Linked DNA regions of Mus musculus: region 2 is linked to region 1. Evidence: chromatin contacts called from public Hi-C data. All regions are on one chromosome and are shown on one strand. The core of a region is the stretch at or near the end of the contact, and the rest is flanking DNA. Distances in the headings are between cores, read along the strand shown.

Region 1 (3,227 bases), core at 254-2,753:
GAACAACCTGTCAGAGGCAGCCTGAGAAGAGCTAGGAATCCACAGTGCAGGCTGGGTCCAGGAGCCTGGGTATGACCTAATCCCACTGTTCATATGCATTGAAATCAACACTGTCTTCCCTGGACTTCGGATTCTCTATCTTTAAAATAGGCATATTAGACTGAATGGTAAATATTAGAGCTGCTTCTGGCTCCAAGGAATTACATTGTAATATACATTATAATGTATCCCTAGTCAGGGCATAGTGATTGTTACAATCAAATAATAATTGCCAACATGCATTGAGTCCATAGCATCAGGATCTATGGCAGGTAATTTCCGGGTATTAATGCTGCAACAACCCTCATAAAGAGACTTTGAGTTGAGCAGTCTAAAGGGAACTCAAGAGTACTCACCAACGTTACAAGTTGACAAATGCAAGGGACTCAGGGTTTGACCCGTGTTATACTGCCTTCCCTGGTCCCAAGCTACTTAAGTTATACCTGGCTTTCTAACTTTGGGGCCCAAGGATCATGGCACTCCTCTCCAATTTCTTTTTCCTACTTTTTTGCCACCTTAAGTCCCCAACAGCCTGTTTTGTTGTTGTTATTGTTGTTGCTTTTTTTTGAGACAGTTTATCTGTGTAACAGCCCTAGTTGACCTGGAACTCACTCTGTAGACCAGGCTGTTCTGTAGACCAGAACTCACAAGATCTTCCTGCATCTGTCTGCTGAGTACTGACTAGCATTAAAGGTTCGGGCAACCAAGTCCAGCCTCAACAGCCTATTCTGAAAAGTTCCTGTTTCCTTTGCCTGGAGCAGCTATAGCCCCAGCCCTCCTAAACCAACTCCTGCTTGTCATTCAGAATTCAGCTTGCCCACTTCTTCCTCTAGGATTCCATTTCTCTCCAATAACCACAGGCAGCAGTCACGGCTGAGGGCAGGGAGTTACAAAAGGGTAGGGCAGGCAAGTACTAATTCCTATAACTTCCTGAGAGGTTCCTTTTTCATACTCGTTGTACAGATGAGGCTGAGGTTAAATACCTTGCCTGAGGTCACACAGCAGGTAAAGAAAGACCCGAACCAGGGGGTCTGACCTGACAGCCTTCCTAATTCTCTGCTGTATCTGCTCTATGAATTACCAAGGTGTGCAGCAAAGTAGTTCACACACTGGGCCACCTCCCCAGTCCCTACTTACAGGGTTTAAATGAAACACTGTAAGCACCATGAAGGTGCCATGAGGGGGCAGCAGGAAGGCTAGGGATTTGAGGATCAAGTGCATTTAAGTTCACCCACACACACACACCTCCCCAATCCCCCTCCCCTGGCTCTGCCACTTCCTAGCATGTGACCTTGAGCCAGTTATTTGGCTCCCTGAGAGCTAGACTTAACTGCAAAATAGTGCTGTCAATAATATTCTTCTCTGGGCACTGATGGGAGGGTAAAAGGGGTGTTGTGACAGTGCTCCGGCAGCTGACGAGCTCTGTATAAACATGAGTCATGTTCATTCAACTTACAGTTTGCCCTCAATCTGCTGCTCTTTCCTCTGGAGCCAGCAAGCCTCAGATTCCTCAGGGGCGGGAGGCAGGAGATGGGAGGCGGGAGGGAGGCGCTAAGAAGTACACAGAGAGATGAGCAGAAGCTGCAGAACATACTTCGGCTAGAAGAAAATTCAAAGGCTAATTAAGCCTCTGCTGGTGGTTAATTTCCATGCCAGGCTTTGAGCTTAATCACTTGATACAGCAACACACTGGTGAGGGAGAGAGAGCTCTATCCAAAGAGGACCATCTTTCTCTTCTTATGAAAAAAATCGGCACCTCACGGCAGCCTGAGCAGAAGGTATCTTCAGAATCATCTCAGGGTTTCTTTCTCTGTTCGCAAGTTCTTCTCCCTTTCTTTCCTATTTCTTCCCTCCCAAGGCTAGCAAAAGAATCTGGAAGCTTAGAACCCTTTTGAAAACTGTCAGTTTGGGGGCTGGGGAGATGGCTCAGTGGTTAAGAGCACCTGGGTTCAATTCCCTAGCACCCACATGAAACTACAGTTTCAGAGGATCTGATGCCCTCATCTGGCCTCTGTTGAAAAGGTCAGCTCAGGAACTTTGGGACGGTCATGGAACACTTGCCCTGCCCCTCCAGAAAGGAGAGGCTAATTAACATTCCTCATACCCCAGGCAGGAACCTGCCTGCAGATGGGGACATATCCCACAGAACAGACAAGGGTGAGCTTGTTTAGAAGTAGCTCCTTCGATTACACTCTCCATTCTCAGGATACCAGCAGTCCAGTTTAATAGGAAACACCAAACATGAATCAGTAGTGGCAGAAAGATCCAGCAGAAACCGCAAGGCTCCACCAAAGTGGCCAGAATCAGCCAGAATACCATGAGAAGAAGTTCTTTGGCACATTTCTCTCTAGGAAAAGAAGACCAACGTAGACCAGAGAAGACTATCGAAGACCAGCGAAGAAATGAAGTGTTGCAAGGCATAATAATGCATGAATGTCCTCTCACTGTTTGTGGGTTCCATTTATATTCTTTCTAACTATCACTTACCCTCTCAAGTGTCTGTTTTCAACAAAACATCACATGTGCTTTCACAAGACAGCTTCCAGAAAAACATCACGTGACACAACTGAGATGTTAAAGAAACCAGAAATTTCCACTTAAGCGTGCTGTTGCGCTTAGCTTGTCACACGGAGGAAGGGATCTGAACCGAGGCTCTCACACTTGCACAGCAAGTCCTTCAGCCACTGAGTCACCTCCTTAGTCCCCAGAACCCTTACTCTTGACAAGGCTTCCTGCTCGGTGCCAGAGATGCAGGCGTGAGACCCACGGCCCTGGGGAACTTCAGACTGGGGAGGAGACAGGTGTGTTCTAAACACTTACAGTACAGATGGCAGACATGGGGAATTAAGAGGGCTTTAACCCAGGCTTGGGGACCCAGAACAGATGATACTTGGACTGAGGGTTTAAAGTCAATTGAGGATTTTTGGATAGAGAATGAGAGAAGATGGGTGATCATGAGAGGAGAGAACAGCGTGGGCAGAACATGAAGGTTAAAAGTACATCATCACAGCCAAGACGAGCCAACAGAGAGGGAGCAATTAAATTAAATAGAAGTGGAGTTCTGGAGGAGATCCTGGAGCAGAAAAAGAACACCGAGAAAAAATGTTAAAGAAAGTTCTACAGGGTCAGTGAGATGGCTCAGTGGGCAAACGTACTAGCTTGATGACCTGAGTTTGGTTCCCAGAACT
Region 2 (3,227 bases), core at 426-2,925, 66 kb before region 1:
ACTCATTAGATCTTTTTTTTAAAGTGTGTGAGAGGTTGTCTAGTGCTCACATTTACCCAACACAAGCCAAGGAATAGGTCTTCAGCTTTAGAAGGCATAAGAAACTATTGGGAAGATAGTTTACCATAAATGTAGCTTTGGAAGGCCATGTTCTGAGGAATGTCAATGATTACTTGACATTGCAATCCTGTCTTTGCTTTTGGGAAGGAAGGGGCCTTTCCCTATTTCCCTAGAACTGGTCCAACAGCCCAATTTCCTGTGCTCATCATCTGATCTGGGTCATTGTCTAAACCATTCAGAAGTTCCCTCCGGGATCAATGCCCCAGATTAGCATTCCGATCCTCACTCTCAGCCTGCTTGTCACCTCAGCCTGAAATGCTTCTTATTCTCCCTATTCACTTCTTCCCATCCACCAACGCTTAAGCTCAAGTCTATGTTCACAAGCATCTCTTTAGAAATTCTCTTAGCTTTTGAAGTGATATCTCTTCCTTGGGCTCTGAGGAAAGCAGTTCTCTCAGCACTGCTTCCCAAAAGGAATGATGTTCATGAAAAACAGGGTCTTTAACAAGCTGATGTCATCTTAGTAACCCCGAGGGCTGAGGTCACTAATGTCCTGATTCTGATTCCTGATGCTACGGTTGTGAGCGTCTGGTGTTTGTGACACTGAGACTTTATGTGGTTTGGGCACTATAAATGTATAGCAGTGACAGGGGTCTTATTTGGGGTGTTGAGGGAGGGAGGTGTGTTTCCAATTCTTCTCTCTCTCAATCTCTCTCTCTCTTTTTTGTTTTGTTTTGTTTTTGTTTTTTTTGAGACAGGGTTTCTCTGTATAGCCCTGGCTGTCCTGGAACTCACTTTGTAGACCAGGCTGGCCTCGAACTTAGAAATCGACCTGCCTCTGCCTCCCGAGTGCTAGGATTAAAGGCGTGCGCCACCACTGCCTGGCAATTCTTCTCTTCTTGAAGGGCTTCATTCAGTCAAGAAACACAGTTTGAACAGAGACTTATTCAGCACAGTAGCAGATATCTGTTTAGGAGAGAAGCATAAGCTTAGTCTGTAATGCTAGGCAAACCAAGCACGAAGAGGCCTGAAGTGGGCTGCCCCACAGAGAGAAGCATCAGGGTGGCTACTGCATTGTGGATTTTAAAGTGATTATATAAATATTTATGAGGTGGGTAGCATATTCATGTGGTAGGTAGGTGATGCTTATTCTGTCCCAAATTGTGGTGGACCAGTTTTTCCTTTTAGGTATTTTCCACCATGATTCCTACCAAGGGGGTGTGGCTGTCAAAACCATAACGAAAGTGATAGAATAATGAACTTAGGTCTTTTGAGGATTCAGACCCACCGATAGAGTACTCGTGGTGTCTTGGCTTCTGTGAGAAGAACCTAACGATCTTCAAGGATATGTAACAACAAAGGGACATTTCTGTTAGCAGATGTGTCAGCAGGATGTAATTACAGTTTGCCTTGGTTACCTCCTATCTTCCTTTACCCCCACCTATTTAGACAGGAACAGTGTCCTTCCTGGCATGGGTGGAAGCTTTCTTGGAAGCTGTCCTTGCAATTTAGCTGTGATTAGCTATAATAGATACAATCATACACGCAAGGACTGTGATGCCTTAAATATGCACTTGGGCTGCAGGGTGGGGGACGCTGTCTTGGGAGCCAGTTAGAGCCTTCCAAGACAGGTGGAACAATCCTCTTATCTGGTCAGCTTGGCTGTCTCATGCCCGCTGCAAGCCCTTTATTTCTCGCCCCGACTGTTCCCAGGTACACTTGTATTAACTTTAACATTCCTTTGAACCATAATATTTTGCTATCGCTGTGTTTTCCTTTGGTTTCTGTTGTGAGGAAAGGGGAGAAGTGGGTTTATTTAGCTTGACTGTTTACAAGGAAATGCACACAAGGAAACAGTTAAACTAAATATATGTTTACAGGGCATCAAGGAAAGCCAAAGCAGGAACCTGATAACGTGAACGGAAGCAGAGACCATGGAGGAAGACCGCTCCCTGCAGTCCCTGCTTGCTTCCCTGCCTTGCTCAGTCTGCAGTATATTTTTATACAACACAGGATCATCTGCCCACTCACAGAGGGCTAGACCCTCCCAAACCAATAATTCATCAAGAAAATACCCGATAGACTGGCTGACAGGCTAATCTGATGGGTATAATATTTCAGTTGGGGTTCCATTTTCCCAGGTGACTCTGATTAGTGTCAAGTTAGTAGAAGCACTCACAGTGACAGTTGCCCTTGAATTTCTGTTAACAAATGGGTAAAACATGGAATAGTCAAAACAATGTTTGATGAACAGTTTTAATTGTTTCGTGTGGTTCCTTGAAAGGGACCACATATTTTAGTACTCTGAGAAGCCTGTCAAAGAGTTTTTCACTAGACTACTCAGCTTGTGTATTATTGACTCTCAGCCAGCTGACACAGTCTTTATTTTCTTGCTGACCAAGACCTGGGGCTTGTTTACCGGTTCCATTGTGATGACTCATTAAGTCTGAGGCAATAAGAACCAAGGAATGTGTGACCCTGTGATGGACTGAGCTGTGCCACCCAACAAATTCATGTGTTCATATCCTAACCCCAGATGACTATCGTGGGAGGTAGGATCTTTGAGAACGCAATCAAGGCAAACAAGGTCACAAGGATGAGGCTCCAATCCTTCACGACCATGTTCTTATGAGAACAGGCAGAAACAATTTTGGCACTAGAAACTGAGCCCATCATAACCACATATTCAATAGATTACTGAACGCTAGCCACCCATTCTGGAATGAGGTTGAACTTTTTTTCTTTTTTGGAACAGGGTCCCGTGTATCCCAGGCCTGCCTCAAACTCCCTAAATAGCTGAGGCTGGCCTAGCTTATAGAGTGCTGAAGTCCAAACCCAGGGTGTCAGACATTTTAGGTGTTTGGTTTTGGACCCTGTGAAAAGGAACCGGGGTGTGCATCTTACATATCAAAGCAGACCTGGCCTCCAGGTTCTCCCAACATCCCTCAACCTGGCATATCCTGCCCCAAACCCTGAACTTTCCAGCCCAGAGGCTGGGCTGCCCTTGCCCCAGAGACTCTTCTCTATATAATCCAGACATTTTCGTTCTGCTCTCTCTCCTTTCTCTTTCTCACTATCCCCCTTCCTCCCTCCCTCCCTTCCTCTCCTCTTTTCTATTTCTCTTCTCTCTCAGAACATATGCCCTTTTCTCTCTTTCTCCCTCCCCT

What was found. A called contact is a pair of places that touch in the nucleus more often than the background predicts.
Region 2: a Hi-C map of olfactory sensory neurons shows a contact between it and region 1, with 2.5 times the contacts expected there. The contact joins the promoter of 8030443G20Rik here to the enhancer-like site in region 1. A contact is called at or near these places in 1 of 39 promoter capture datasets (the C10 cell line), 1 of 15 datasets of contacts at CTCF or cohesin (the NIH/3T3 cell line), 10 of 484 Hi-C or Micro-C datasets (ECoMG myeloid progenitors, the F1.1 cell line, the HL-1 cell line and 7 more), 9 of 115 datasets of contacts at active chromatin or transcription factors (the 230-238 cell line, SST interneurons, bone marrow-derived macrophages and 5 more) and 4 of 9 other capture datasets (adipose tissue, embryonic stem cells, liver and 1 more).

What each region holds. Positions count from the first base shown.
Region 1 is chr4:108,904,362-108,907,588 of GRCm38.p6, reverse strand. The region is part of intron 2 of Rab3b (RAB3B, member RAS oncogene family); the gene reads right to left. Among named protein-coding and RNA genes, the nearest start is that of Rab3b, 27 kb to the right of the region's middle. Within about 2 kb of position 1,503, at least 86 of the 459 cell types and tissues checked have an H3K27ac peak or open chromatin away from gene starts, as enhancers often do. A contact at or near this core is called in the 230-238 cell line, the HL-1 cell line, cortical neurons and 3 more, where this site is marked.
Region 2 is chr4:108,970,525-108,973,751 of GRCm38.p6, reverse strand. 8030443G20Rik (RIKEN cDNA 8030443G20 gene) reads left to right here and starts at 1,675. Exons shown (of 6, transcript NR_040664.1): 1 at 1,675-1,773.